Regions from separate parts of the Mus musculus genome. Here regions 1, 2, 3, 4 and 5 are each linked to region 6. The links are chromatin contacts, called in public HiChIP or PLAC-seq and promoter capture Hi-C maps. All regions are on one chromosome and are shown on one strand. Each heading gives the region's core, a stretch centred on a gene start, on an enhancer-like site or on the middle of the called end of the contact. The rest is flanking DNA. Distances are from core to core; before and after follow the strand shown. Region 1 holds the start of Uimc1 (ubiquitin interaction motif containing 1). Region 2 holds the start of Rgs14 (regulator of G-protein signaling 14). Region 3 holds the start of Dbn1 (drebrin 1). Region 4 holds the start of Nsd1 (nuclear receptor-binding SET-domain protein 1). Region 5 holds the start of Rab24 (RAB24, member RAS oncogene family). Region 6 holds the start of 4833439L19Rik (RIKEN cDNA 4833439L19 gene).

What was found. Promoter capture Hi-C pulls out the DNA fragments that hold promoters and counts their contacts. HiChIP or PLAC-seq counts read pairs in DNA pulled down with a chosen protein or histone mark. Capture Hi-C pulls out chosen DNA fragments and counts their contacts.
Region 1: a promoter capture Hi-C map of neutrophils shows a contact between it and region 6, with 2.7 times the contacts expected there. The contact joins the promoter of Uimc1 here to the promoter of 4833439L19Rik in region 6. A contact is called at or near these places in 4 of 39 promoter capture datasets (the C10 cell line, fetal liver, neutrophils and 1 more), 1 of 484 Hi-C or Micro-C datasets (CD4 T cells) and 2 of 9 other capture datasets (liver and pancreatic islet).
Region 2: a promoter capture Hi-C map of pre-B cells shows a contact between it and region 6, with 2.9 times the contacts expected there. The contact joins the promoter of Rgs14 here to the promoter of 4833439L19Rik in region 6. A contact is called at or near these places in 3 of 39 promoter capture datasets (the C10 cell line, liver and pre-B cells) and 1 of 484 Hi-C or Micro-C datasets (uterus).
Region 3: an H3K4me3 HiChIP or PLAC-seq map of embryonic stem cells shows a contact between it and region 6, with 6 read pairs. The contact joins the promoter of Dbn1 here to the promoter of 4833439L19Rik in region 6. A contact is called at or near these places in 1 of 115 datasets of contacts at active chromatin or transcription factors (embryonic stem cells) and 1 of 9 other capture datasets (liver).
Region 4: a contact with region 6 is called in a promoter capture Hi-C map of liver, with 4 times the contacts expected there. The contact joins the promoter of Nsd1 here to the promoter of 4833439L19Rik in region 6. A contact is called at or near these places in 4 of 39 promoter capture datasets (erythroid cells, hippocampal neurons, liver and 1 more), 2 of 115 datasets of contacts at active chromatin or transcription factors (large pre-B cells and pancreatic cancer cells) and 1 of 9 other capture datasets (liver).
Region 5: a promoter capture Hi-C map of liver shows a contact between it and region 6, with 2.0 times the contacts expected there. The contact joins the promoter of Rab24 here to the promoter of 4833439L19Rik in region 6. A contact is called at or near these places in 3 of 39 promoter capture datasets (the C10 cell line, cranial neural crest and pre-B cells), 1 of 115 datasets of contacts at active chromatin or transcription factors (microglia) and 2 of 9 other capture datasets (liver and pancreatic islet).

Annotation. Positions count from the first base shown.
Region 1 is chr13:55,097,457-55,102,522 of GRCm38.p6, reverse strand. It overlaps Uimc1 (ubiquitin interaction motif containing 1), which reads left to right and starts at 2,223. Exons shown (of 15, transcript NM_011307.3): 1 at 2,223-2,326.
Region 2 is chr13:55,367,354-55,372,496 of GRCm38.p6, reverse strand. It overlaps Rgs14 (regulator of G-protein signaling 14), which reads right to left and starts at 2,765. Exons shown (of 15, transcript NM_016758.3): 1 at 2,561-2,765. The coding sequence starts at 2,605.
Region 3 is chr13:55,484,539-55,489,572 of GRCm38.p6, reverse strand. It overlaps Dbn1 (drebrin 1), which reads left to right and starts at 1,497. Exons shown (of 15, transcript NM_001177371.1): 1 at 1,497-1,710. The coding sequence starts at 1,625.
Region 4 is chr13:55,207,503-55,212,113 of GRCm38.p6, reverse strand. Nsd1 (nuclear receptor-binding SET-domain protein 1) reads right to left here and starts at 2,332. Exons shown (of 23, transcript NM_008739.3): 1 at 2,239-2,332.
Region 5 is chr13:55,320,079-55,324,637 of GRCm38.p6, reverse strand. It overlaps Rab24 (RAB24, member RAS oncogene family), which reads left to right and starts at 2,658. Exons shown (of 8, transcript NM_009000.3): 1 at 2,658-3,100; 2 at 3,180-3,248; 3 at 3,458-3,536; 4 at 3,644-3,711; 5 at 3,794-3,893; 6 at 4,085-4,135; 7 at 4,264-4,326; 8 at 4,424-4,559. The coding sequence starts at 2,984. The coding sequence ends at 4,488. It overlaps Prelid1 (PRELI domain containing 1), which reads right to left and starts at 2,583. Exons shown (of 5, transcript NM_025596.5): 1 at 2,357-2,583; 2 at 1,560-1,785; 3 at 194-307; 4 at 33-111. The coding sequence starts at 2,448.
Region 6 is chr13:54,563,096-54,567,618 of GRCm38.p6, reverse strand. It overlaps 4833439L19Rik (RIKEN cDNA 4833439L19 gene), which reads left to right and starts at 2,237. Exons shown (of 9, transcript NM_133797.4): 1 at 2,237-2,437; 2 at 2,998-3,104; 3 at 3,347-3,434. The coding sequence starts at 3,407.

The sequences.
Region 1 (5,066 bases), core at 974-3,473, 530 kb before region 6:
TCTCGTGGAGAGTTCTGTAGATAGTTTGTTCTGCCTCACATCATCCAAAATGTGGGAAGCCACATGTGCCGTTGCTGAGTGGCACTGACTACTGATGGCCACCATGCATAAGATTGGACAAACAACCAATGTGTACATATGCAGTAAAGTTTTTTGCAAAAACACTGCCTGGCCCAGGCATGATAATGAGGTATGATAATGAGGTTCTGTAAGGTACTGAGAGTATAACCAATCAGATGTGAGACATGCAAATGAGGTATGATAATGAGGTTCTGTAAGGTACTGAGAGTATAACCAATCAGATGTGAGACATGCAAATGAGGTATGATAATGAGGTTCTGTAAGGTACTGAGAGTATAACCAATCAGATGTGAGACATGCAAATGAGGTATGATAATGAGGTTCTGTAAGGTACTGAGAGAGAGTAGCCAATCAGATGAGGAACATGCAAATAAGGCTTAGTGCATAACCAATCCGGGTGTGAGACACGCCCCTCCTAGGCCTATAAAAGCAGCACCAGTTCTGGGCTCGAGGTCTTTTCGCCTCTACAATCAAGCTCTCCCAATAAATGTGTGCAGAAGGCAGCATTGGTTCTTCGCAAGACAAAAACCAGTTCAGACCAGATCGGCCTTTCTGTTCTTCATATCTGAATAAATCGGTCACACACTTAAAATAGAGACTGCTCAGAGATGGGAGTGTGCACAGCCTGATGCTGGCTCGGGTGGAGGATTTGAGATTGCAGGGTGTGTTGGAGAGGAACCCGTGTCAAGTACATACAGATAAAGGAGCGGAGCTGCCAAGTGGAATGCAGCCCCGCTTGGCTTATTACTTGGGCAGCTCGGGCCAGAGTCAAAGTTGTGGCATGTGTCGTTAGTCCTGGTTTTTGACCCCTAGCTGAGGTCCTGTTTATTCCACTTTCTATTTGTCTCCTCCTCCCATTGCTTTATCATTACCACGATGTATCCATCTATCATCTGGTCCATTAACCTATGCTTTTAGGAGTACTGTTTCCCACAAACTATGAACTACTTTTTGTAAGCTTATGAAAAGCATATGAGAGTGTTCACATTTGTTGGCTTGCTATAATTTCAGTGAGACTACCCACCACCGTCACCACCACCATCCCCTTTTTGGGAGAGGTGGGGAAACGGACCTACCAATGCCTTCTGAGTTCTGAGATAAAAGTCCTGGCTTCAGTAAGATTTTTTTTTAAGATTTATTTTTATGTATATGAGTACACTGTAGCTGTCTTCAGAAGAGGGCATCAGATCTCATTACAGATGGTTACCATGTGGTTGCTGGGAACTGAACTCAGGATCTCTGGAAGAGCAGTCAGTACTCTTAACCACTGAGCCATCTCTCCAGCCCCTTCAGTAAGATTTTTTTGTTTGTTTGTTTTGTTTTGTTTTTTGTTTTTTTGTTTTTTTTTGAGACAGGGTTTCTCTGTATAGCCCTGGCTGTCCTGGAACTCACTTTGTAGACCAGGCTGGCCTCGAACTCAGAAATCTGCCTGCCTCTGCCTCCTGAGTGCTGAGATTAAAGGCGTGCGCCACCACGCCCAGCTTAGTAAGATTTTTTTAGGCGCTATCAAACCTTGAGTTTTATTTGTTAAATTTTATTGTAGGAATATTTCATATTTTATTCACCTTTGACATTTCTGCTGTTGCCTTTTTTTTTTTTTCCTCCTCAAGGAAATGGACTTTCTGGAGCATATATTTCAAGGAAATATATGTTGTAGAAATTTCAGTATTATTATTATTATTTTAGTTTTTTTTTTTTTTTTTACTTTTTATTGGTTCTTTGTGGATTTCACATCATGCACTCCATCCCACTCATCTCCCCCTACAATCATACCCGCCCTCCACTCTTGTAATCTCTCCTTAGCAGAGAGCAAGATTCAGTATTTTTGTGTTTTAGGATGCTTAAATTCCGCTAAGACGATCAGACATTAATTAACATTATACCATCTGAGAGTTTCTAACTAGTCATGTGAACATTTAATTTGAACGTAATTTTGGATTCATGCAAATAAATTAACCAGAGGAAGCTTGATGCAGCAGAGCTTATTTCGAAGGGTGTCTAGGGACCCTATTGGCTTTCTTTGGTTTCCCCTAAACCCCTCTCTTAACAGCACTCAGGGACCCAGGAACTGTGTGAGCATACAGCGGCCCACAGGGCTCCGCGCCTGCGCGCCCCGCCCCTCGCCCCGCCCCTCCCCGCCCCTGCCGCCTCGCGCCGCCGCGCGGGCTCTCCTCTTTCTAAAGAGTTGCGGCCGCTCGCGACCCCCAGCGTTCAGGAGGCGCTGGGCGGCGCTGCCAGATCCGCGGTGAGTACGCGTCGCCTCTGCACTCCGCGGCCGTCGGGGCCGCCTGCTTCTCGCTGTCTGCCGGGCGGCTGCCGCTGCTCCCGAGGCGCGCCTCGCAGCGACTAGGCCTCTCGGCCGGGCGGAAGCCGATGCCGGCCGGGTCGCTCTCGCAGCTGCCGGGCAGCCCGGGCGCTCGCGCCCCCCGGGGTTCCCCTCCCTCTGCGGGCGGCGGTCGTCGTCCGGAGCGCCCTCTCTTGCTATCCGAGCTTCCTGGTAGCCTGGTCGCCCGCCCGGCTAACGGACCGTCCGAGGACCGCCTAGGCCCGCTGCCTGCCCCACGTTACTTTGCTTGTCTTGTGGTAGTTGGCTTCATTAGTTCTTCGGCCGCCCGAGACACCGCTACCACCCGGGTCTCTCTGTGTAGCTCTGGTTGGCTTTGAACTCACAGGGTACCCAAGATGGCTTCTATAGAACTCGCCAACCTCCTGCCTCAGTCTCCCGAGAAATATTTTCCCCTGGAAATCTATCATTTACCACTTAACGTAGCCAGTCGAGCCTAGTGCGTTTCTCTCGTGGCTGATGACAGGCGGTGTGTCAGAAACCTGTGAGACCAGAGCGTTGGTCCTCTCAGAGATGGAGTTGGGTGTGAATCTGGACCACTTCGCTCCAGGCTTCTTGCATGTAGTCATCATATGATGTACGGGCAACGCTGCGGAAAAAGTGAGCCCAATGGTTAGGGTGTTGTTGGGTTTGTAGCACAGTCAAAGAAAGTCTACTTGTGGAGCCAGACGCATGAGTGTCATTTCCCGGCATAGCCACTTGCCAACTCCTTTTTTACTAAAGTTCCTAATGTGTTAGGGCGCGTTAGGGTTCTTGAGAGAAACAACCTCAGTATTGGGTGTGAGAAACCTACAAGTTTGTCTATTGATTCAGGCAGTGATAACTTATTGCTCCGGGTGCGTTTGAAATCTTTTATTTTTGCACACTTGTGGGCACACTGGGTGTGAACACACACACGGGCACACACACACACCACCCTCCACCACTACACCGATGTTAGTGGGAATCTTCTTAAATGTCTCTCCATCTTAATTGGGGCAGGGTCTCTTGGAGTTGGTTGGTATGTCTGGCTGGCTTCCTCGGGGATCCCCCTACTCACTATCCACCTGCTGGAATTTACCCACTGAATAATCTCCCCTGAATTCTGTTGCTATATGTGTATGTATGTGTGTGTGTAAGAGAGAGAGAGAGAGAGAGAGAGAGAGAGAGAGAGAGAGAGAGAGAGAGAGATTTTATAGGTATGCATTTACTTTACTCAGTTACAGAAACAAATCACTTTTAATTGTAATCAATTGATAAAGGAGTTTATTCTATCAAGCTTTCTCACTTCTTCTTTTGTGCTGGAGATCAACTCCAAGAGCCTTGTGCATTTATAAGTTTTATTTTATGTTTTTGAGACAAAGTCTCACTATATAGTTCTGCCTGGCCTGAAAATTGCTATGTAGACCATGCTGGCTCAAACTTACAGGGATCCTCCTGCTTCTGCCTCCCAAGTGGTGGAATTCAAGGCTCTATTATTGTTATTATTATTATTATTATTATTATTACTACTACTACTACTACTACTACTATTATTACTGGTTTTTCGAGACAGGGTTTCTCTGTGTAGCCCTGGCTGTCCTGGAACTCACTCTGTAGACTAGGCTGGCCTCAAACTCAGAAATCCGCCTGCCTCTGCCTCCCAAGTGCTGGGATTAAAGGCATGTGTCACCACTGTCCAGCTGGCTATGTTTTTTTAATAAAATAAAGATAAATTTTATTTTAAATTTTAAAATAAAAAATAATTTAAAAAATTGTTAGAACCTGCACTCCTGTGTACATGTATACACAGACACACTTAAAAATATTAAAAAGCTGGGCAGTGGTGGCGCACACCTTTGGGAGGCAGAGGCAGGTGGATTTCTGAGTTCGAGGCCAGCTGGTCTACAAAGTGAGTTCCAGGACAGCCTGGGCTATACAGAGAAACCCTGTCTCGAAAAACAAAACAAAACAAAAAAAATGGGCTGGAGAGATTGCTCAGCAGTTAAGAGCATTGACTAATCTTCTGGAGGTCCTGAGTTCAAATCCCAGCAACCACAGGGTAGCTCACAACCATCCGCAGTGAGATCTGGCGCCCTCTTCTGGTGTGTCTGAAGACAGCTACAGTGTACTTACATACAATAAATAAATTTTAAAAATTAATAATAATAAAAAATAAAGTTAAAGAAGATGTCAACTATAAGTATCATAAATTACAGATTTTAGAAAAATTACTTGTATTGAAGATATAGCTGCTATTGGCATACTGTTTTTTAGTAATACAACAGGAATAGGAAATGTGTAAGTTAGAAGCCACTTCATATAGGGTATTTTCCTAGGGGTATTTTTCCTAGGGTCCTAATTAACTTCTCCAGGTTTCTCCTATGCTAATTCCTACTTTGATGTCATATGCTCGTCTAGCTTTAAAGGTTACTTCTTTGTTTTTGATGTTGTGGTGGTGCTGAATCAAACCTAGAACCTTGCACATGCAGGGTGGCTAGCTACTGAGCTCCATCTCTAGCCCTTCACCGTGTTTTATTACCCCTACCCCATATCTGCCTTCAGGTCATATCCTCCTGTGTCTTGTCCTTCTGTAGCTTACTTACTTATTTATTCATGTAGCTGCTAAGGATGGAAACCAAAGCCTTGTACATGATAATAACATGCTCTACTACTGAGCTAT
Region 2 (5,143 bases), core at 1,516-4,015, 800 kb before region 6:
GGATCACTTCAGCCTGAGCCAGCTCTGTAGAGCTTTCTCCACCACATGCCCTTCTACAATGTACCCCCCGCACTGCCATCCCTGACCCTGAGTTGGACACCAGGAGCGTACAGGCACATGGATCTACTCAGGTCTCTTTGCCAGAGTGTGTCAGAGGACCAACTCTGAGTGTCCAGAAAGAGAACTATGACTAACCCAAAGTTAAACTCACAGACTCCCTTGGGGCATAGCCCTCCACCACCTCTGTACGTTTTCCTATGTGCAAGTATCCCCCCAGACCACTGCCCCTGTAGCTTGTATGTGTTTTAAAGACCATCTTCTACAGTGTTAGATGTTAATGGAGAAGATGGTTTTCCTTATGAGGCTCTTCTCAGCCTTTCCCCACTCCTGACCTACAGCTCTTCCAAACCAGAAGTGTGTTTCAGTACTCTTCACTCATGTCTGTCATGCCTCGCTGACTAGTGCTAACTGGGGACTGGGACCTGGGTCTTAAGGGCTCAGGGTGGGACGACCCAGAGGAGCCCCTGAGTGAATGCACAAGCCAAGTGACAGCTGGTACCAAGAGACGATTTCTCTGGGAGGGGTTAGGAGCCTCTCTAAGTGACAGCTGACTGCCAGAAGGATGAGGCTCATGATTGACAGCGCCTCAGCAAGGAATGGTGGGGGATGGAAAGGAACCAAAGCAGGACAGTGCTGGGGGGGGGGGGACTCAGCGGGTGTGTGCAAATGGTGACCCTTCTGCTCTACAGCATATTGGTTTTGCTCCTCCAAGCCTCCCCCGTGAGATAACAGCCGGACACCTTGCCCACAGGCCCCTCTTCGTTCACATCTACACCATCGTTGCCAATGCCTGTCTTCCCATCTCTGCCCCAGCCAAGTATGGCCTCACAAAGCTGCCCATTGTCCAGCAAGTGGACATCTGTGAACCATGAGGTTTCAGGGGTCATACAGAGGATTCAAAACGGATCCAAACAGGACAGAAATAAACATATGGGACAATTGCCGAGAGGATCTAGGGCAGCTGTGGGCTTGGCAGGACTCAGCTTGTACTGTCCTCTTTATTCTGAATGACTTGGATAGAGAAGCCACCAGCTGACACAGGAAGGACAAGCTGGGTCTATCTCCAGCCCTCTCAGCTGGTGTGTGGTTCTGGGTTCTGTCCCAGAAGCATCAATCCAGCTATTCTTTGCGGGGAGGGCCTGGGCTATTTCTCCTTGGCCCTGTGGCCAAGTCACCTAGAGAGGAGCAAGCCAAGTGCCATGCCCACCCAGCGTGGGTGCAGGGGGATGGGCTCTCCACAGACTTTCTAAGTTGGGTTGGTGGTAGAGGAAGTAGGGTGGGGGCTGAGCCAACTTTTGGAATTGGTCTCCCTTCCACCCAAACAGCATGGGGCGTCAGCAAAGGGCTTCCCGACAAAACATGAGAACTAACCTTGGGAACTGGAAGGCAGAGGTGGGAACTGTTTAATGAGATAGAAGATTCTTAAAGAGGGGATGAAAGTACAGGGGTTATCAGGATAACCCTTCCGTAGCCTTTACAATGCTCAAGTGTCTCATATTCATTATGGCACTCAGCAAACAGGACATTGATCAGTTTCTATTTCATTTTACTGATGACGAAACAGGACAGGATCTTTCTTGGGAAAAGACAGCAGAGCTAGAACTGGATCCCAGGTCTCTCTCTCTGGATCCCAGGTTATTCTGGACCCACTGGCTTTATCCCATGGTTCTAGGCTGGGGCCTTAAGATAGAGGTTACCAGGACACTGTTTGGTCCCCCTGGAGTGATCCTGCTAGGTGAGCCAGGTCCCTAAGGAGAAAAGGGAGGCTCAACACAGCCTGTCCTATTTGGTGAATGAAAGAAGAGCCAGAAACTTGGAGACAACTCTAGTCAGGAGTTAAACAGCCTGGAGAAGGTCTAATGGGTTAGGGCTGCAACCAGGGCATCCTATACTAAGTTGCACGCACACACACACACACACACACACACACACATACACACACACACACCCTTCCTGGAAGCTAGGAATAGACCAGACAGAGCTGATCTTCCTGTCCTGCCCTTACTGACCCGTCCTGGGCTGCCCAAAGAACACTAGTTCTGGCAGGCTGCCTCTGGAGCAGGTTGATGCAGTGATCCAGCAAGGGCTGCTCTTAAAACCTTATCTTGGGCACTTAGAGCGTGAGATGAAGAGAGGAGGGCTGAGGGCCTGAGACATAGGGCTTGAGAAGTTTTAGAAGTGACCACTGGATCTCCAGGCTACTCTGTAATCAACTTCAGTAATCCCAGTAGCGGATGAGGGAGCAGCGAGTCCAACCTGCATGTGGAACCAGAGACCTAAGTCTGCTGTGTTCTGGACTAATCCCTGGGGTTGCACCAGACTCCTAGCAGGGCATCTGGAAGGGTCCTAGGGTGACAGCACCAGGTCCCAATGCCAGCAGCTGTCTGTACCCAACTTCTCCAGCCTGCTCCTCTGCAACCCTGCTGGGTGTGCCTCCTGGACTCCACCCTGGGTGTGCCCACCCCCCTCCCTGTGGCTCTGGCTCAGAGCCCACACTCACCATGCGCCCGTTGGGGACACCCAAGTGCTTGGGCTTCCCTGGCATACCGCCGTTGATCACAGGTCCCCTCCACGGGGGGCCACCCACCACAAGGATCGCGGAAGCACTCTCTTGGGGTGGCAAGCAGGCAGTGGAGAGAGAGAGCTCTGCTCCTCCGGGCCCTTACATCCTGAAACACCAGCTCACTACCTCTTTTCTCTGCCACAGGAAGTGTCTCTATAGAAACCAAACCACAGAAAGAAGCAAGGTCTAAGAGAGCGAATGTCTCTTCCTACTCTCATACACACACACACACACACACACACACACACACACACACACGTTCATGCACACACACATGCCGCCAACGCACCCTCGGTTGCACACCATGCAAGCACCAACAGCCAGCAGGAGCCTCCTTTTGCCCAGCGAGGTACCTGGAGTGTTCAATCTGAAGGCTCCAAGGATGTGTCAGCATGCTGAAGTGCATGCTCATACAACTAGACACTTGTGGAGCAGACAGTCTGGGGGGGGGTTCCATGGACATGGGGCATGTGTTCCGAGTCCTAGGCATCCACAAAAGTGCATTGTTCACTACTCATTTACCTTCTATGTCCCAGGCTTATGCATGCTTAGCAACCCTAGCTCAGGCAGTTTGCATGCGGAGACTGCTGCCCCTAGGCTGTCATCTGATAGCCAGGTGAGCAAAGAGGTAATCACATCACCTGTGTGACCATGCATGTGGGCATGCTGTGTCACGAGGGCACCTGAATCTTCAGGCATACACACTCGAATCTGGGCAGGGTAGCACATGTATGTAATGCCAGCCCTTGTGAGGCAGAGGCAGGAATAACAGTTTGAGGTCAGACTTAGTTACAGGAAACTCAATCTGGATCTATACTATGTCTGTATCTATATCTAAATGTAAACAAAATAAGATAGATAGTGTATAGTGCCTTGGATGGGTGCATATGATAGGCATGCCTATGTATAGTCAGACACCCCAGGGGCTGGGTATGCACACATGCACTGAAGGGTAGGAGAATGGATTGGGTATATCCATACCAAAGAGGTAAAGTAAGCCATACTCAGTAGAAAGCCCACCTCTGTGCAGAACTGTCTTAGCTCAGACTCCAAAAAGCAGGTGGAGCTCTTTGAGTGCAAGGCCAGCCTCATTTACATATCAGCCAGGACTACATAACGATACCTGGTCAACAAACAAACAAACAAAGGAAAACAAACCGGGCTGTAGAGATGGCTCAGTGGTTAAGAGCACTGGCTACTCTTCCAGAGTTCCATTCCTGGTCACCACATGGTAGTTCACAACTGCTCCTGACTTCAGTTCCAGAGGACCAGATGCCCTCTTCTGGCCTCTGAGGGTACCAGGTATGCAGATGGTATACAGACACCCAGGCAGGCAAAACGGTCATACACATAAAAATAGTTTTTAAATTATTAAGAAAAAAAAATGCCATGTGCTGGGTGGCCGGGACAACAGACGCTCAGTTCTCACCATTCCGGAGGTGGCACGTCCAGGCTCAAGCCCTGACACACTTGTGCTCTGACGAGTCATGGCTTGCAGACGGCCATCTTTTTGCTGTGCCCACGTGTCAGAAAGCAGAGAGATAGGGAGCATACTGTCTCCTGTCCTGTTTTATAAAGGACACTTGTCTCATCATATCCGGTCCCTCTCCTGCGTGATATACTTTCCGACCAAAGGCTCCACCTCCAACATTTCTGAATATTAATAAAATGAGTGGTTAGCCTTTCAATATGTGTAAAGGGAAGCATTCTTTGAAAAAGTTTGTTCCTGGGCTGGAGAGATGGCTAAGTGGTTAAGAGCACTGACTGCTCTTCCAGAGGTCCTGAGTTCAATTTCTAGCAACCACATGGTGGCTCACAACCATCAGTAATGGTGTCTGATGCCCTCTTCTGGTGTGTCTGAAGACAACAATGGTGATGCACTCATATGCATAAAATAAGTAAATCTGAAAGAAAGAAAGAAAGAAAGAAAGAAAGAAAGAAAGAAAGAAAGAAAGAAAGAAAGAGAGGGGGGGGAGAAGGAAAGAGCGAACGAACAAAAGAAAGAGTTTGTTCCCTAATTAGCTTACTGTATGTAGGCACATGATCATGCTGTGGCCCAGAGGCCAGAGGATAACTTTTAGGACTTGGTTCTCTCCTCTCACTACCTGGGTCCCAGGGATAAAATGCAGAGACCATCAGGCTTAATAGCCTAAGGACGGGTGCCCTGGCTGGATATAGAAGATGGTAAGACCCTAGAGGATCTTGGAGCCACAAGAGGAGAGAAGCAGGGTCTATGCTCTGGTGCATGGGGGTGCGACATCCATCAATCTGGATCACCGGCTTTGGATGATTCAAAGAGCCCTCAGAGGTGACCGTGGTACCAGTGTCCATACCAGAGTCCATCTGTTATATAGCAGCGACCACAACTGTAGTTTATTTATCTCTTTCTGGATACTTTGTTCCTGCCCCCCCCCACACACACACACATAGGGAGGAATTTGAATTGTGTAAGGTTGGGGTTGCTTTAGGGGCTGAAGAGTAGCAAAGATGATCTTATTAAGGCTCATATGGACTGGGGAT
Region 3 (5,034 bases), core at 248-2,747, 920 kb before region 6:
TGAGTGCTGGGATCAAAGGCGTGCGCCACCACTGCCTGGCTTGCAGCTCTGTTCTCACCTTGGCTTCCTGCTCCTTTCCTTCCCCATCTGATGTCATCTCTATTCCCCTCTGCCCTAACCATTGAGTTCCAGCTGCATCTGGGATCAGGGCCCAGGACTGACCACTCACCAGGACTCACCATAGGTTGGTGGAGAAACTCCCAAGGATGGGGTGCATGGGTTCAATGGGTACCCATAGCTCCTGAAGCAGGGTTCTTGTGAAGTACAGAGGTTTAAGGCCACCCTCTCCCGTGTCCCATTCCAAGGCATTGCAGTGAATGTAAGTATTGGTTTCTTGTTGGAGATGATTGACCAAGTCAGAGCAGGAATTCGACGAAAACAGCCACCTCCTGTTCACAGATCAGCCCCAGGGGAAACTTGCTGAGGCACTGTTGCCTGCCTGTCTGCCTGCCTGCCTGCCTGCCTGCCTGCCTGCCTGCCTGCCTGGGAAATGGGTTGGGATGTCCAGTGGGTATGGAAAGGTTAACCAGAGCTGTGGAGGGCTTCAGTGTTCTCCATTCCACAGGAAACAGTGCCTGGAAGCTCTGTGCAGCCATGTCCCCATAGAGAAGTCTCTGAGGCCCAGTCCCTTCTGCACTCAGAGCTTTGGGAAATAAAAAGTGCCAGAAAGTTCTCCCTGGAATGGCTTTGGAGGAGCCCTGCCTTGGGGACCCTACTTGGGCTTCCTTAGGAGGGATGGTACTTGGAAAAGAAGGCATCATTTTTTTTTTTTTTTTTTTTTGATACCCATCTGGGAGGAAGAAAATGACTGAAAGTAAAGGATGAGGGAGGTGGGGTGTAAACGGCTTGAGACAAGGTATGGCTAAGAAGAGGGGTCTGAGTGGAATTCAGACAGGCTGGCATAGCAAGAGGGTATGGTGACTAGGTGGGATGTGTGCAGAGGTAAGCATGGGCCTGTAGCTGAGATGGAAGTAGTGGTGGTAGACTAGGGAGGGTCCTTTCAGAGGAAATGGACTACACGTAACCCAGGCCTGGTCTGATGAGGAACTGAATCCGGGCAGGGACAGAGTAAGGACCATAAGGGGTTTAAGGTAGGGTGTAACGGACCCAGGAATGATGTGAGTCTGGGCTGGAGTTAAATGGATCAAGGGTGTTGGGCTGGGTCAATTACTCTGGGGAGATGGAGAGGGATGAATCTGGGCCTGGAATCTTGGTGGGTTTATGGCTAGGGAAGAGGGGTGTGCTGCCAGGTTGGGGACGAGGACAAGACAGGTGCATGGGACTGGCCCTGGGAGCAGAGCGGAAGCTCAGTGTCCGGTGCTGGCCAGCAGGGTGAGGGGCGTGTGTGGGACGCCCCGGGGCAAACTGGGAAGGGGGGGCGGGCCTCCCCCTGGGCCGGGCCGGGGCGGCGCTAGGACCGAGCGAGCCGAGGGAGTGAGCCGGGCGGAGCCAGCGCCCCCCGCCCCCCGCCGGCCGGCTCCCCTCCCCCGGCCGCTGGCTCGCTCGCTCTCAGCGCTGCAGAGGCTCTGAGGCGGCGGCGGCGACTCCCTCATCCCCTCCCTCCGGTGTCGGTCGGTCCGCCTGTGCGTGCGTCTGTCCGTTCGGCCTCGGTCCGGCCCGCAGCATGGCCGGCGTCAGCTTCAGCGGCCACCGCCTGGAGCTGCTGGCGGCGTACGAGGAGGTGATCCGGGAGGAGAGCGCAGCCGACTGGTGAGCCCCCCGCCCCCGCCCCCGCCCCCGGCCCCTTTGTCCCCAGGCCGCCGCGCGCCTTTGTTTCCCCGAGGCTCTGCCACCGGGAAGGGAGGGGGAGACCCCGAAATGGTGCAACGGCTCGGGAGAGCCGGGGAGGGGCTGCCTTTGTGCGAGCCGGGGGAGGGGCCGCTCGGGCCAGGCTGGGCGCGCGGGCCGGGGCGCCCTGAGGCCGCCCTAAGGCTCACTGGGGGCGCGGGAGCCGGACGCCAGCCACGCGGGTGTGGAGCCCAGACGTGGGGCCTGGGGTCCTACGGTCCTGTCGGAGCCCATCCCCCTTCTCACCCTGCCTCCCTCCACGGGCCCGGGGGACAGGTGTGCACGGGCCAGCCAAGGGCACCTTCGCCACCTTCGAGCGGGCGAGGACCGGGTGGGGACGGGGCGGGGACCCAGCTAGCGGAGCTAGAGCAGCCTGCCCGGCCACAGCACAAAGGAAAGCTAGGGCGGGGGAGGAGCGCCGAGGGCTGGGGGCCAGCGTGCCCCGCCCACCGGGGGCTTCTCGGGGTTGTCTCCCCCCACATCTAGGTTAGGGTGTGATACAAGGAGGTTGATTGCCACATGGCAACCACGAAGTGACTTCTTTATCCCTCACGGATCGCAGAGGAAGAGGCAGGGCTGAGCCCTTCTCTCCCCTGCTGAAGGAGCAGATCGCTAGGACGAGGCAGATAGGCAGGAAGAGACTCAGGAGATGGACGGAGCAGCTTGGCTAGGGGGGCAGCTGGGAGCGTGGAGGGAGCCTCCACAGAGGGATGCCAGATGAGTAGATCTCTGGGACCCTAGCCCCTCCACTCAGCAGCAGGGGGCTATCAACCTCCGACTGGGGCAGAGTGAGTGAGTGGCTTATCTCCCCCTCCCCAGCTGTTACCCTCCCTGAGCTGGAGGAGGGTGTGAGCCACCTGCCTTGGTCTGAAGTCTCAGGGTGTCAGGAAAACCAAGGGGGCTCCGATGCCCCATTCAGGGCACAGCCCCCAAGTGTTCTTCTCAAAAAAAAAAATTGTATTTGAATCTTTTCCTCTCCTTAGGCTGGAAGTAGGCTATCGTTGAGAAAACCGAGGCCGAGTTGGGGCTGATCTGAGGGAGCCTCCAGTTGGGCTGGCCTCACTCTCACCCTGGGAGGGCAACCGGGTAGGGGGGCTGGAAGATGGAACAAAATAACCAGGCGTCCAGGCCATGGTACTGCAGCACTGGCCGGTAGCCAGGCCCAGAGGGATGGACTCAGGAGACAAGTTCTCGTGTCTTGCAGGTCAGTTATAGGAGAGGCCAGCACAGGGCAAGCAGGGCAGTTTCCATCTTATTGTCCCAGCCCTGCCCCTGGGGGGCTGAGATCATGAGAGGCAATCTGGACAAGTGGCCTGGTGGAGGAGCCTGTTTGGGGATGTGGCCCTGCCTGAGGAGAAACACTGGCCAGTCTATGGGGTGTAGACAACACCTTCTATCTCTTAACCCCTCGAAAGCTGGACACTGGCAACCCAGTGCTGGGGCTACTAATGACTTCTGCCCCGCATCCTGCTCAGAACAGGCCCGGGCCTCCATCACCAGCAGCATCCATGTAGCCAAAGGGAAGGAGTTATTCATCCTTGGTCTGTGCGCCAGCCCCATCTGGGTTGTGTGTGGGACATGTGCAGATGCACAGATGCACCCTCGCTTATATGTGTGCTTACTTCCAAGGGCCTTAACGGCATGTTGTAAAAGGGTGGTGAGGGTCCCATCCTGAAGAAGATGGCGTGGTGCTTCTCAGCTCTTATCCTACAACCAGCAGCTGGCTGAGATCTCAAGGCTCAGGACAGACCCACATTTAGGAGTCCAGCAGGAGGGGTGTCTGGGTTCAAACGTTGGGTCATGAGTATTGGATGTCTTCCCTGTACCTTGACTCTGTGTGTGTGTGTGTGTGTGTGTGTGTGTGTGTGTGTATAGTGGAGCTTGGGGCTGCTGGCCCCTAGGAGGCAGAGGGTCTCTTAAATGCACTCTGTCCTTGTGCTATAAGCAGGTCACAGGGGAAGTCAGATTGTGTGGTGGGAAAGGCCAGCACCACCCTGGTTATGATGTGATTCATTGTGTGAGAAGTTCCTGCTCTTCTCAAGTGCTCTGAGGAAGAGGGGGATGGGCAGAGTCCATCTGGGGTCTCCTGGGCCTTTCCAGTTCCAGCTCCCTGAGAGCATGCCGGTCTTGAACCTTCCACTGCTAGTATCTCTGCTGAAGCCAGACTCTCGCCTTGCCCTAGTCAGGTATCTCTGCCTTAGGTGGTAGATAAGTGTTTTTGTCAACATTACAAATCCCTGTGGTGCTATTTTGTATAGAGGCAGCAGTGTGTGTTAGCACAGTCAGAGTCCCTGCCTTCCCAAGACTGACAGGACAGCCTGTGGCAGTGGCTATCTCCAGGGCTTGCTGCAGGTGAGGTGTGCACATCTAGAGTTCTCTTCTACTTTGCCCTGAGTGTTTCCGAGCTCCTACCTGCCAGTCTCAGAGTACCTGTGTTATGTTAGAGAAACACTGTCCAGTAGGGTCTGGGGCTAGTGCAGATAGATGTCTTTCCCGGTTCCTGCTGAGTGCTATAGCACTCTGGGGCGTGAAGCTCAGCCTGAGGCTGGCCCCTGGAGTTGGTAGCGGTATCCCGAGTGGTCTTCATGTACAGGAAAATGCAATGCAACTCTTGGGTACAAAGTGTTCTTCAAAACTGAATCTGGGAGCCAGCGTGGCCCAAGTGTGGGTGTGAATACACAGTCATTTTGGAGAGGTGGGCTAGGCAGAGCTGAGAGGGTTTGAATGAGACACAGTCTCTGCTGAGGAAGGATTGTGGCCCTAGCAGGGAAGAGGGACGGTTTGGAGGTGGGTGGGCATGGAGAAATGATAAAAGGGGCTTCAGAGTCTTGAGATGAGCAGCTTGCCCCAGAGAGATGTCATGGCCAGAGCAGTGTCTTGGAAGGAGCCAGGATTCTTGGTGCTGGCTCAGTGTTTCATCCGTGACTACAGAGGGAGACACCCTATTTCTTTGAGGGCTCTTTGTTCCTGGCCATGGGGTTAGGGCAGCCTGACAGGTGGTGGGGCAGCTGTGCGGGGAAAGCAGCTGTCGGATTGGCTGGGGCAGCAGTTGCACCAAGGGCTCGGAGACATGCAGCCCACCTGTGTCTCTTTGTGGAGCAAAGCAGGGAGGGATGCAGGAAGGGGAGGGGCTGCAGGGACTTATTTGGTCGCCTTAACAGGGGTCAATAACCCCTGGGGCATGGGGTTAGCCCTCCCTCGTTCCTTCCTCTCCTCCTTCTCCTCCTCCTCCTTCTCCTTTTTTGC
Region 4 (4,611 bases), core at 1,083-3,582, 640 kb before region 6:
CCTCACCTCACTCACGGCCACACCACCATCTTCCCGGCCCCGCTGTCTCCTCCCTCCCTCCCTCCCTCCCTTCCCCCCCTCGCGCCCGTCGCCCACCCCTGCGCACTAGTTACCGTGCCCCGCGCCCCCTCCCGGGCCAGCTGGGGGGAGGGGGTGACCCTCATTACACCGGGGCGCGAGCGGAGCGGAGGACACCGAGAGAGGAGCCGCTCGCCTCCCCCCCTCCCCCCCCTCGTCTCTCTCCCCGGGCGAGAAGGCAGCGAACGCGACCTGCGCCCCGGCCTATTCCTCCTCCGCCGCCAACACCGCCTCCTCCTCCTCACACCCCCACCGCGCGCGCCCCCGCGGCGGCGGCGCGTGCTGAGGAGAGCGCCTCGCGCACCGGCCCGCGTGCGAGCGACCGAGGCCCCCGGGTGCGCGCGCACCCGCCCTCCTCCCTGCGCGCGCACCCCTTCCTGCGCGCGCACCCATCCCGTCCCCGTTCCCCCCCCCCCCCCGCACACACCCCCGCAGCACACACACACCCTGCGCGCGCTCCCACGCCTGCCTCACTCTTCGGGGTTCAGTGCGGGTGAAGTCGGGCGAGCGAGCGGCCGGGTCGGGCGGCCCAATCAGCGGAGCTGCTGCTGCCGCCCCCTCCCCTCCCTTCCCCCTGGGCGCTAGCTCAGGGCCCCGGGCCTACGGGTCGGCCCAGCTGCCCGGGCGGGGCCTGAGGCGGACTCCCCTGGGGGGCCTCGCGCGCCTCCCCAGAGTGTCGGGGCCTGCGGGCGTCGTGGGTGGCATGACGATCCTTTCACCTACCTCGGGGCGCCGCGCCAGCCCCTGGTTGCACACGGCTAACTGCACCCCAGTCATCCTGAACCCCAACCCCGGAGCCACCATGGTGCCTGGCTGAGGCCTGGCCCGCCGGCCTTGCTCTCAGGCCCGCGTCAGCCCCGGCCTCCATCTTAGGTTCCAGCCCGGGCTCCCCATCCACTGGGCACCTGCCCTCAGCCCCGCTGGTTTCGACCCGAGGCCGAGGCTACCCCCGTCTCGCTGTAGGGCTCACCTGGGGGGTTTGGCATGGGGGTCTTCGAGGCCCCAGGCCCCGAGCAGACGTGGCCGCAGGGGAACCCCCTTGCCCAGCCGCACCCCAAACCCACACCACCACCACCACTACAGACCAAGCTGAACAGGAAACAAAATGGAGGCAGCAGCAGCTCGGGTCTGCCTCCCCGAGCCAAGCCTCTACAGCCCTGGGACTCCCTTTCGGCCGCAGGCTCGACGCCCGCGAGGCAGGGGATTGGCTCCTCCCGGGAGCCTGGGGCAGCCGCCCTGGAGCAGCGCGTGCGGGCGGGCCGGGGACTCGGCCCTGCGGTCCCCACGGCCCCTCACCCACCACCCCTTCCCTTCCCTCTCCCTCCCCAGGCCGGGCCGTGCGGGGTGAGCGGCTCCGGGGAGCAGGGTCGGGTGACCCGCCCCGGGGTACTGGCCGCAGGACCGTGGCCTCAACCCGGGCCTGAGGCCGAGAGACCCCGCAGCCCTGAGCCCACGCCCCACACCCCGGCCTCTGGGACACAGCCTAACGGCGCGCCCGCACCTCGGCCTGTCGCCGTGCAGCCCCCGCCCAGCGAGGCCGAGCCCCCGGTCCAGACCCCGCGGGGACGAAGCTCCTCGGTCACCCTCGGGCCCAGGGGTCTTCGCTGCCCCGGGCGGGGCGAGGGGAGCTCGGGGGGAGGGGTCCACTAATCCCTGCACCGCCTCCAGCGCCTAGTGTGGGTCTGGGTCTGGGCCTGGCACGGCGGCCCCGGGGCTGCGGGCGCTGGCGGCCTTGGAGAGGTGCGGGCGCGCGGGGCCGGGGGCCGGGAGGGGCAGCGCCTCGCACCGCGGACGCTGCAGTTCTCCACACCCAGGCAGATGGCCCTCTCGAGCGCGCTTCGCCCCTGAGGCCCAGGCATCGGGACCCCTGCGCGACTGCACAGGGACGGCCGACAGGCTGGACGGGCTGGCCAAGCATGAAAGGCGCAAACCCCCGGCCTAGGAAGGCTCTGCGTTAGGAGGACGGGGTCCTGCTGGCGCGCACTTAGCACCAGGACCCCGCCGCCCTGACCTCGTAGGGCTGTAGCGCGTCCATTCCTCAAAGACAGTGGAAGGTCAGGGACTGGACCAGGCCTGGTCCAGCCACTCCAGTCCCCTGAGGCACTTCTCCCTTCCCGGACCCTGCTGCTTCCTGGGTTTGCTTCACCGCAAGAAGCTCACCTCAGGCATGACTTGGTCCCTAGAGCGTTAAGCGCATCCTTGTTGTTGAGAGAAAGCCATATTGGACGGCCCCGAGAATTCCCGCCTCTTCCAGAAAGCCTTCGGTGATTTGGAGTTCATTTTAAAGCCGAGGGCGCCGCCCTCGATGGCCACGTGACCACCATTCCTCCAGAGGCTTAGTAAATGTGCATAGTTATTGCCCCAGTAGAGTGTTTACCGAGGGCCCTCTGGTAACTAGACCCCCACCTGGGAGAACAGGCACTTTTGGCGTTCCCCTGCCAAGTATCTGTACCGGTTGGGGATCTGCAATGGTTGGGCCAAACTCCATCCTTCCCTGCCCTTCACCTCGTGACTGTGTCCAGCAAGCAGCGGCTTAGGATGCTTCCAGCTGCTTGCTGTCCAAGACCCACAGTCCATTAAAGGAGGCTCAGAGCTAAGCCTTCAGCATACCATCAGTAATGCTGGAGCCCTGGCCCTGCCAAGAGGGCAAGTGGGTTTCCTGAGAGAAGGTGCCCGGCGGAAGCAAGAGTGAAGAGGCTACTGTGACCTCAGGTCCCTCGGGTTAGTTTAAAGGAGTTTCCAGATGCAAAGTTGACTGGCATCTTTCCCTGCGCTAAAACTAGCCGGAAAAAAACTGGGGCCCTCTCCCATGGAGACCCGGTCTTTTGTTCTACGAAGGAATAACTCCTGCTAACACCTTCGGGCAATTCAATAGGAAAGCTCTCACTGGATCCTTTTTCACAAGTAATCATTTGAGCCTGTCATTTCTAACTGGCAGTTACCCCAATGCTAATCACTCCACAGCCCTTCCCAGTGCCTAGCCATTTTGAGGTACTTGGAACTGCCACTGGAGGGCCTTGAAGAAGTTATCTTTCAGTCCCAAACCTCTGTTTCCTCATCTGTGGCCTCCAAGACACAGGCATCTGGGAGGATCCTGAAACAGGCTAACACTCTGTCCTTAACAATTACAGACATATTTGACAAATACTGAAATGTAACTCATTGCTTCCTTCAGCAACCGTTTCCTGCAGTCTAGGCAATGCACCAGGCTCTGGGGAAGCAAAATGGGAGCTAGTGTGCCAGGCAACCTGTGGCCTCAGGGAAAAAAGGGTACCGAGAGAGACTAGCTGATGTAAGCACATTACTGCTCTGCAGGACCCTCTCCTTAACCTCCTACCTCCCCCTCACCCCCATTCAGGATGACCTAGTTACTGACAGAAACAAGACTGAGACCCCAGGGAAATATCAGACTTCCCTAGGTAACCCCTGGGGGTCCTCCCTTCCTCCTACTATAAAACTGTCTACCACAGTGACACAACCAGAGTGCTTATGGAGCTGAGCTTCTATATTCAGAAGGATACTGAATCCTCAAGTGAGACGGGGCTGCTTTCCTGTAGGATTGGGTTCTGGGGTGTAGACCTAGCTCTTCTCTACTGATTATAACTCAAGAATCTCTTCTGGGCCTGCACACCTCACCTGCAGACATATGAGAACAAATCCTTGTTGAGCGGGTATCATGCATTAGACACCACTGAGCGCTTGACACACGTCTGTTCCTTTAACCCTTTACTAGTCTGCAAAGAATTAAGGACTAGGTCAAGCCCTTTGTGCACATTCTCAGGACTATTACTTTCACAGGTGGGGTGGGCAACATCCTTGTGTGAGCCGACACACCCAACAGATGCCATGAAATGCTGGGCCTGTCAGACACACAGGTGTGTGGGGATGTAACTGTCAGGCAAAGACCTCAGCCCCCATTTCTTCCTCTATAATCTATGGATCTTTTATCAGGTACCCTGATGCAAGGTACCTGCACGGATTCTTGGCCATAGAGCAGCCTCTTTCAGAACTGTTCCCTTCTGATTTGTTAGCTCAGCAAATACTTGTTGAGGATGCTAAGAGCCTTGGGGGGTGAGGTGGGGGCAGACGTGCTAGGAGAACACCCAGAAGATCTAGAAAGGACAGATTCTGAAGAATATAAAGGAGTCGTCAGGGAGGGAGGACACAGGTAGCAATTCCAGCAGAAGAGCCCAGAGAAACACCAGACTGGAGGAGCCGACCACAGTTGAGCATGACCATGATCTAGAACATGGGACCCAAGGCTGGGAGTACAAGAAGAGGCTGAAATGAAGACAGGAAAACTCACAGAGGCCTGATCATGCAGGGCCTTGGAAGGAAGGAACTAGGGTGCCGTGGAAGGATGATGATGGGATTTTGCCTTTACAGTAAAAACAGCCTGCTATTCTCTGAAAGCACTAGAAACACATGCCAAGCCCAGAAAGGACCCTGCCTCTGGTACAGGCCATGACTGTTGTATTCCACAAACAGTAGTAGCTTATCCTCATCCAAGACACTGTTGGGATGGACACTCTT
Region 5 (4,559 bases), core at 1,409-3,908, 760 kb before region 6:
CCAACTCCTGACACAGTGTCCAGGGCCCTCACCTTGTAGCTTGGCCAGGATGTATTCAAAGCCCTTCATTGTCTTGGTCACATTGCTTTTGAACCGGGCAAGACCAAATTCCTGGCAGGAGAGGGAGAAGGATGGGAGAGTTACTCAATGACCCAGAGCCGAGCCCCGCCCTGCCCGCCCTGCAGCCTCTTACCTGGACAGCTCTGGAGACGCCAAATAAGCTAGAGGAGACCCAGGCTTCCCGACGGATTTCGGTCCAGCCGCTATTGTCAGAGTTCACACAGTAAACACATCGTTCCTCCACCACCTTCAAGGGAAGTTGGGCTGAGCACCTCAAAGAAGCACCCTATGCTCTGCTCACTTGCACGCTCACACCCTGTCTCTACCATGCTACTGTCCCTGTCTCCTTCACAAGGGGAAGCAATGACAAAGTTCTTCCCGTTATGTATCCTGGGCCCAGAGGGAGGCTGCTCTGCCTCCATTACCTCTCTGTTGACCCTTCCAAGTAGAACAGTTTCTTGGGATCAGTTGCTATTCCAACCCGATCTTGGGGCCTCTGGATCTAGATGTGAGCAGTGTTTCTCGTCTGCCTTCTACCCTCTCCTCTTTGAACTTCCTGGTATTGTGTGTGTGCGCAAGCACGCGCACACACTCCAAAAATGACAGCTTTCATTAACAAAGGGAGCGGCAGCCTCCTGAAGAATGTGAAGTAGTCACAAACTTGTCAATGTGATATCTACCAAGCAGAGCTCTCAGCTGAGGTGACTTCAGACAGTGCTGGGCAGGAAAAGGTGCCTTACTCACGGATTGTGAGTGGCACATCTTTATATAAAGTTTTTCTTTTTTGAAACGCACAATTTCCACCTCTCAGGCTTACAGAAGCCGAGAAAGAATCATCTAGAAGCTCGAAGGTTATTCACACTGTGTGAACATTCCCAAACATGGGTTTTCAAGCCTTCCAAAGCATACAAGATCCATATAATGCACTTCCTCAAATCTCATGCACAAACCGAGGCACACCCCAGTTATCTCCACTTGATGTGACTCCAACAGGGAAGCCACAGCCTCCCTTTCTCGATCAGCATCATTCCTGAAAGCCACCCCCCCCCCCATATGTATGCATGCATGCATGTCACCAACTGACTGCTCTGCGCACAGTACTTGTAACAAGCTTTGAAAAGGGGTGTCAGCCGGGCAGTGGTTGGTGGTGCACGCCTTTAATCCTAGCACTTGGGAGGCAGAGGCAGGTAGATTTCTAAGCTCGAGGACAGCCTGGTCTACAAAATGAGTTCCAGGAGAGCCAGAGTTTCACAGAGAAACCCTGTCTCGGGGAAAAAAAAAAAGAAAAAAAGAACAGGGGTGTCTTTCCCCACCATCTGAGAGCCAAGGGACAGTCCCAGAGAATCTGACCAATCGAAAGGGTAGACCAATCTAAGGGCAGAACTCTAGAGATGCAGCTCATTGGTATTTTAGGCCTGCCTCTGGCCACAGAAGTTCCCACAACTCTCTTGCCTGAAATCTGAAGGGCAACTATTTTGAGGGAGCAAAGGAAGTCTCACCATCAGCCGGGCATGGTTGATGTTCCAGGTGAAGGTGGTCATGGTCTGATTCTGGGGGTCCACAATAGAGTCCTCCAGGATGTACACGGAGTGAGCAACGTTGGCAGGAAACAGTCGCTCTGCCCAACGTGGCATCCTGTTGGTCTTGGTCAGGAGTCTCCGGGACAGTAGCTTCTGGTCGGGGGTCACCTCCCGGTGCACTATGTCTTCGGTTAAGACATGTTTGCTGCAAGAGTTAAAGATGATTCTCAGGAGCCTGCTCTTGACAGCATGTCTACTGGTTCCTATTTAGCGCCTCCAGGTCATGGCTGCCTGCAATCTGTGATCTGTGCCCGGGTTCAGAATTAGAGTACACTGAACCTATCCCCGGGCAAATTCCAACTCCCTCCTCCACCCGACATGGATTCTGTGGCTCTCCAAAGCGAGCAAAATCTCAAGAATTATACCACTAGAGAGCGCCAGCAGCAGGTAAGCAAACCATCCTCAGGATTTCTGGCCCCGAAATACCGCTCAACTCCCGTGCTGCCGCCTCTTCCTGTCCAACCACCTTTGGACTGCAAAATAGAAATCTAGAGCCCAATATAAATCACAAACTAGACAATCTTCTTCGAGGACTTTGGAGGCTTGGACTGATTCTAATCCTATAAGGATTTTGTGCTATAACTGTGGCCACAGTTCCGCAGATAGCCCACATCGGACTCTGTCCAGTCTTTCAAACTCCACTATTGAAGGACAGCCTACGGTGCGATCTCCAGAAGAAGAGAGGAAGGCGACTCGCTCTACCCAACGCCACGTACCTATAGGGATTCGGGTACCGTTGCCAGAAGGCGGCGAACACTTGGTCCCAGGAACTTCGGAGCACGCTCTGGCCCAGGAAATACTTCACCATCGTCCCGACCCGGACGGGCTCAGCACCCGTGCAGCATCAGGGTGAAGAGCCCGGGGGTGGGGGGGACGTGGCTAGGCGCACGCCCGCCAGGCTCGCAGCTCAATCTCCGCAGGACCGCGCCCAGGTCCCTACCGCCGCCATCAGGGGTTATAGGACTGCACGACGCTTCCGGCGCCGGATGCATAGGATCGGCCACTTCCGGCGCCCGCGTCACGTGACCGGGCGTCCCGCCTCTTGGCTTCCAGTCCCAGAGGTGCTGTTTGGAGTTAGCTACGAGGACCCCAGATTCAGTCGGTAACCCCGGCGCAGCGGAGCTTCGGGCGCAGCGGCGGTCGCGCGGGTGAGCACCGCAGGGCTCTGCGGCGCGGTGGAGGGCGCTGTCCGCGTCCCCGCGCCGCGGCTCTGCAAAGGACGGAGCGCCCCGGGCCGAGGCGCCAGGGGCCTGCGAGGTGCGAGGCCCTTGGGGTTGGGGTCTGAGGCTTGGGCTCTGCCTGGGCCGCGCGGACCCTGAAGTGGGTGAGGCGGCCCAGGGAGCATGAGCGGGCAGCGCGTGGACGTTAAGGTGGTTATGCTGGGCAAGGAATACGTGGGCAAGACGAGCCTGGTGGAACGATACGTGCACGACCGCTTCTTGGTGGGGCCCTATCAGAACGTGAGTGCACCCCTGCGGAGCAGGCATGGGAGGAAGGGGTCCGGCCAGTATTCCACACTTATCTCTTCCCTGGTTGTAGACCATCGGGGCTGCTTTCGTGGCCAAGGTGATGTGCGTTGGAGACCGGACGGTGACTCTGGGCATTTGGGTAAGTCCCTTGAGAACAGAGTCTTGTGCAAACCTGTCTCCCGAATTTAATGTCTTGCCTCTTAAACCAGCCAACTGGAGCCTCATAGAGGTCGTTTTTCCTTCCTCACACCCATTTACTCGTCTAAAAAAAGGAGGGGGGGTTGTCTGGAAGATGGGGCCTATTTTGTAGTCTTGTGAAGGAGCTTATTAACTCCTTTCACCCCTCAGGACACAGCAGGTTCCGAGCGCTACGAAGCCATGAGCAGAATCTATTACCGGGGTGCTAAAGCTGCAATTGTCTGTTATGGTAAGGGGTTGAATTCTGGCGTGTTCAAGTAGTAAGGGTTAGGTTACAGGCCAGCATCAGAGGGAAGCCGCTGATCTTTATGTGTCTCTTGCCTTACCCTTACCAAGACCTCACTGACAGCAGCAGCTTTGAGAGAGCCAAGTTCTGGGTTAAGGAGCTGCGCAGTTTAGAAGAGGTAGGTGGCCAGATATCACAAGAGTAGGGACAGAGACTGTATTGGTCTGTGGAGATAATCTCAGCCTTGTCTTCTGCTACAGGGCTGTCAAATCTACCTGTGTGGCACTAAGAGTGACCTGCTGGAGGAAGACAGGCGGCGCCGTCGTGTAGACTTCCATGATGTTCAGGACTATGCCGATAGTAGCTGTTTTTAAGTCTCTGAGGATGGGGGCTTGGGGGCGGGTACTATCTGCCTGAGTGTATTTCAAAGATGGGAATGACAGTCTTGGTTGCTTTCTGGCCTTCTTGAACCTGTGTGGTTCAGGAGACTGAACTGTTAGCTACATTTAGGTGTGCTCCCCAAGTGTGAAGACAGTCACTTCTCTTTGCAGATATCAAAGCCCAACTCTTTGAAACATCCAGCAAGACAGGCCAAAGTGTGGGTGAGTGTTGTCTTGGGTCCTGTCAGCAGGAACAGGCAGGACAGTAGAGCAGAAAGGTTCAGAGGGCTGGGCCACTGGGATACCCAGGGCTGCTGGTCTCAGGCCCTCACTGATTCTTTGCTTGCCAGATGAACTCTTCCAGAAAGTGGCTGAGGATTACGTCAGTGTGGCTGCTTTCCAGGTGATGACAGGTGTGTACTTCCTCATGGTCCCCAGCCTTCTTGGTGACCTACTTGATGCCCCGACATAATAGTAGTGCTGAGCAGTCACCTCTCCTCTCTTTGACAGAGGACAAAGGTGTGGATTTGAGCCAGAAGGCAAACCCTTACTTCTACAGCTGTTGTCATCACTGAGTCACCACTCATCTGGCCCAGTGGAATTAGATGAATTCCCAGAGGGGCTGGACCTGACTCTTGTCTGGGCT
Region 6 (4,523 bases), core at 988-3,487:
GGAAGCAAGCCAGCAAGCACCCCTCCATGGCCTCTGCATCACCTCCTGCCTCCAGATTCCTGCCCTGTGTGAGTTCCTGTCCTGACTTCCTTTGGTGACGAACAGTAATGTGGATGTGTCAGCTGAATAAACCCTCTCCTCCCAACTTGCTTCTTGGTCATGATGTTTTGTGCAGGAATAGAAACCCTGACTAAGACAGCCATTATAAGGTCATGTCCAGCCGCACAGTAGCACCTGGAATCCTTCCTCATGGTAATGAGGTATCCCTAGCACCCTGGCCCTGGCCAATGATGTTCACTCACCCTGAAAGCCTCCATCCCCTCGAAGGTTTAAATAGCGTTTATTCCCTCCATTAAATGAGCTGCCTCACTGAAGCTCTCTCCTAAGAGTCCGTTCTCAATGTGCTCACTGCCACCTGAGGTCTCTTGCTCCTGGTTGTCCTGCCTCGGTTTCTCTCTCAGGATCTACCAGTTGCAATAGTAGCCAATCACATGTACTCACATACATAAAATAAATAAATAAATCTTAAAACAAGATATTTTCAAAATATTTCATTTGTTTTTAAAAAAAGACATTTTAACCTTATAAAAGATTTGTTTTTTAAATGTGTGTGTGTTTGTTTGTCTTTTTTTTTTTTAAAGAATTTATTTATTTCATGTATGTGAATACACTGTCACTGTCTTCAGACACAACAGAAGAGGGCATCAGATCCCATTACAGATGGTTGTGAGCCACCATGTGGTTGCTGGGAATTGAACTCAGGACCTCTAGGAACAGTAGTCAGTCCTTTTAACCACTGAGCCATCTCTCCAGCCCTGTGTTTGTTTTGCTTGCATAGATGTGTGCCTGTCTGTCATTCACATGCTGAGGCTGTAAAAGGGCATTGGACCCCTTGGATGAAGAGTGATAAGCAGCTGTGAGCTGTCCTATGGGTGCTGGAAATTGAATCTGGGTCCTTTGGAACGGCAGCCAGTGTTCTCCATTGAGGAGCCTTCACTTCCGTCCCCATGTTTAACCTTTTATGTGAGAATTGATCTGCACCCTTTCCTCCCAGGAGCAGTAAAGTAAAAACACTGGGAATACTTTTTCAAGTGTCACACTGCAAATCAAGTGTGTTATTCACAAATGAAGTATACAGCTTACAGAAGACATGAATTCCTGGCCCAGTCTTGGTCCTAACAGAATGCAAGCAAAGTCAAATGTATTCCCATCTTTTAACACCCTCCGATTCTTCCTGAGCGGACAGTGAACCTTGGACTTGGAGCAGAGTTGAGTGTGGGTGTTTTCAGCTTTCTCTCATGGAGCAGAGCAGGGAAGTGTTTTTGAGACCTCTGAGTGGCTACCTCTCCAGGTCCACTTTTCTCATAGTTATTATCCATTTCCGGGGAGGCGGATGCTCCTGTATTTAGTCCTGTACTAGTGTGGAGCCCGCCTGACTCCACTGCTAATTAAAGGGAGAAAGATTAACTATCAGATCCTCTCTGTGTGTGGGAGGTATGGTAGTGGTTCTTAACCTGTGGGTCACGACCCACGAAGGCGCCTACCTGGCTTCATGGTTCATTGAACTGTGCCCTTCCCCCCAGCCTTGAGCAGGCAGAATCAGACTTTGTTTCTGCCACAGTTGGCTAGCCCACCTAGGGTGGAGTCTTCCAATCTAGGTAAAGTCTATTGTGTGCCACATCTGCAGCTTCCTGCAAGAAGCCACCACCTGCTAACAGGCTGCCTGAGCTTGCTTTCCTGATAAAGCAATGAGAGTCTGGCAAAGTGGGGGATGGGTCTCCCCCCTTTAAATTCAAGTATGTGGGAATGGGAGACCGACTGCGGTGTCCTTGGGAGCCAGAAGAGGGCAGCAGACCCTGGGAGCTGTACTACAAGAGGTTGTGAGATACCAAACCTGGGTGCTGGGAACAAACCCAGGTCATCTGCAAGTGCAGTAATTACTGTTTTAACTGAACCATCTCCAGCCATCAATCTTCATTCTTTCCCCCCTTCTCATCCTCAGCCCCCACCACACTCCTTGATTCAGGCAATGCTCCTGCCTCAGCCTCCAAGTGCCACAATTCTGTAATCAAGTAAAAAGCGCAGAGGAAGTGCTGGAAACAGGTGACCTCCTTTCTGGGAACCCCGTGGAATTCCCTTTTAGAGTTCAACCTACAGGGAGGTGTTCCGGTGGTGGTGGGTACGGAGGCACGCTCAGATCTCGGACTACAACTCCCAGCATGCCCCGCGGATCTTCGAGTCAGGTCTCGCGCGACCTGCGACAGTCTCGGGGTGGTTTGGGGGTTCGGTTGCCGGCCGGCGACTGTCCTCCGTAGGGGAGCGTTCGTCGCGCTCTCACGATGGCTCTGCTCTGTTCAGCCCAGCAGCCTCTTGGGCCATCTGGAGCCTCGGAGCCTCTTTAGTGCGGGAAGTCGGGCCGCAGGCGGCGGGCGAGCAGGTAACCGACCGCGGCCTGGCGGAGCTGGGGGCAGCCTGAGTTCCGGGGCGCCGCGGCCTGGGGGGCCTGGAGGGGGGCTCTGTTCCACCCTAGCGGGGCTCGAGGGACACCAGAAAGACCCGCACAGTGAGCCTCGGAGCATCTGCTCGCTGCGAACCAGCCGGCTTCGCCTTGAGGGGTGGGACCGTGGGAAGGTCGGGATTGGCTTTACACATCTCAGAGGCTTTGTTTTGCACCTCCTGCGAGAGAGTCGTGGGCTTGGGGTCGCTAAGGGAGAGGGAAAGGGCGTGTGTCTGGCTTGCGGATGTCCCTAGGACCGCAGTGAACTTGAACAAAAATCTGGACCAATAATGCCTGCTGTGCAGCGCCGCGGGTTTGTTTTCAAGACAAGGGTTGTGTGAGAATGCGATGACTTTTAGTGATGCCGAGTTGGTCTTCTATGCTGGCATAGCTCATTTCTGCCAAGGGGAAAGGCTGCTATGTAATCCGGCTGGGGAGTGGTCGGATGTTCGGTGGACTTAGGGGCGCTGTACCAACCTTGCTTGTTTATTGTTACTTAGAGCCTCTGGATGGACCCTTCCTCAGAAGCTTCGCTAATTTGCAGAAGCTGGGCAATGCTCCTCATTAACATCTGTCTGTCTGCATAGTCCGGCGTCATTTCACTGTGGTAAGGTGTCTGTCTAAACTGAGGTTTGGCTTTCTCCTCTCGGGTGTTCAGAGGAGCCAGCCATAGGATACTGGCAAACTAGTGGACTTTATCCTTCCGGGGGTGTGTTTGTCACTCATTGGTTCTAGCGTGTGTATGTGTCAACCTTACTTACCAGCCATAAGTCTCTGCGTGTCTGTCAGAGCACTGGAATGACCCTCTGCTGTGCAACATAAGAAAATGCCCTATGTTATTTTTATTAGGTGGAAGGGACTCAGCTCCGAATTACGTATAGAAAAAAACACCTGGATCCCTGTCTTTCAATGGCTTCAAGACAACCAGAAGTGCCTGGTAAACTTAAGTTCTTATTGGTTAAGTCTGTACCCCCACCCACATCCCCCAGAGAGCTTATTTTCTCAGAATCCTTAGTACTGATCTTCTTTAGTATTAGGTCATCACCTTCTCAGCCGTGGTATACACCCTGACCTTGGCTTACAGCCTCTTGCCATAAGTGTCTTTTGTGAAGAGTAAACACTTTTTGTTTGTTTTTCCAGAGACAGGGTTTCTCCGTGTGGTTCTGGCTGTCCTGAAACTCTGTATTTAGACCAGGCTGTCCTTGAATTCACAGAGATCTTACCACCTCTACCTCCCAAGTGCTGTCTTTAAAGGCGAAATCATAAGTGAAGTTCAGAGTTGCTGCTAAATCTACATCTACTGTTTTTTTTTTTTTGAGACAGAGTCTCCCTTTGTAGACTTGGCTGTCCTGGAATTCACAGAGATCCTCCTGCCTCTGCCTCCTGAGTTCTGGGATTAAAATGCATGTACACTGCACCTGGCTCAAAAAAGTTTTTGGGCAGGCAGTGGTGGTGCACGACTTTATCCCAGCACTTAGGAGGCAGAGGCAGGTGGATTTCTGAGTTCCAGGACAGCCAGGGTTACACAGAGAAACCCTGTCTCGAAAAACCAAAAAAAAAAAAAAAAAAAGTAGATGCCAGCGGCTTTATTACTATTGTCTTTATGAAGCCATTGGACAAGGTGTTAGACACTGTTTGAAGTCGCTCCCCAGTTAGGCAGGTTAATGGAAGCTTCCTCCATGTACCCTAATACCATTTGTCTCTACCATCACGTGTGTCTTCCACTTACACTGGACTCTCTAACGCCCTTGTCACCATGCAGAGCTATGTGTGTGCTCATGAGCTTAAGGCTTTGTAGCTGGCAGCAAGGAGTGAGCCCTGGCTCAGTGTCTCCTGCGCATTTGCTAGCCGTGTGGTAGTGCTTAGGTTCCGTAGCACGGTTTCCTGAGCTGGGAAATGGGAAAGAGTTTACTTAGAGAGGAGTAGATAGAAGGAGGGCTCTCAGTGCCAGGTCATTTGTGTTTGCATGTCTTTTTCCCTTGAGATAGCAATGTACATACTGTAAATTCACCTAGAGTGGGTGATT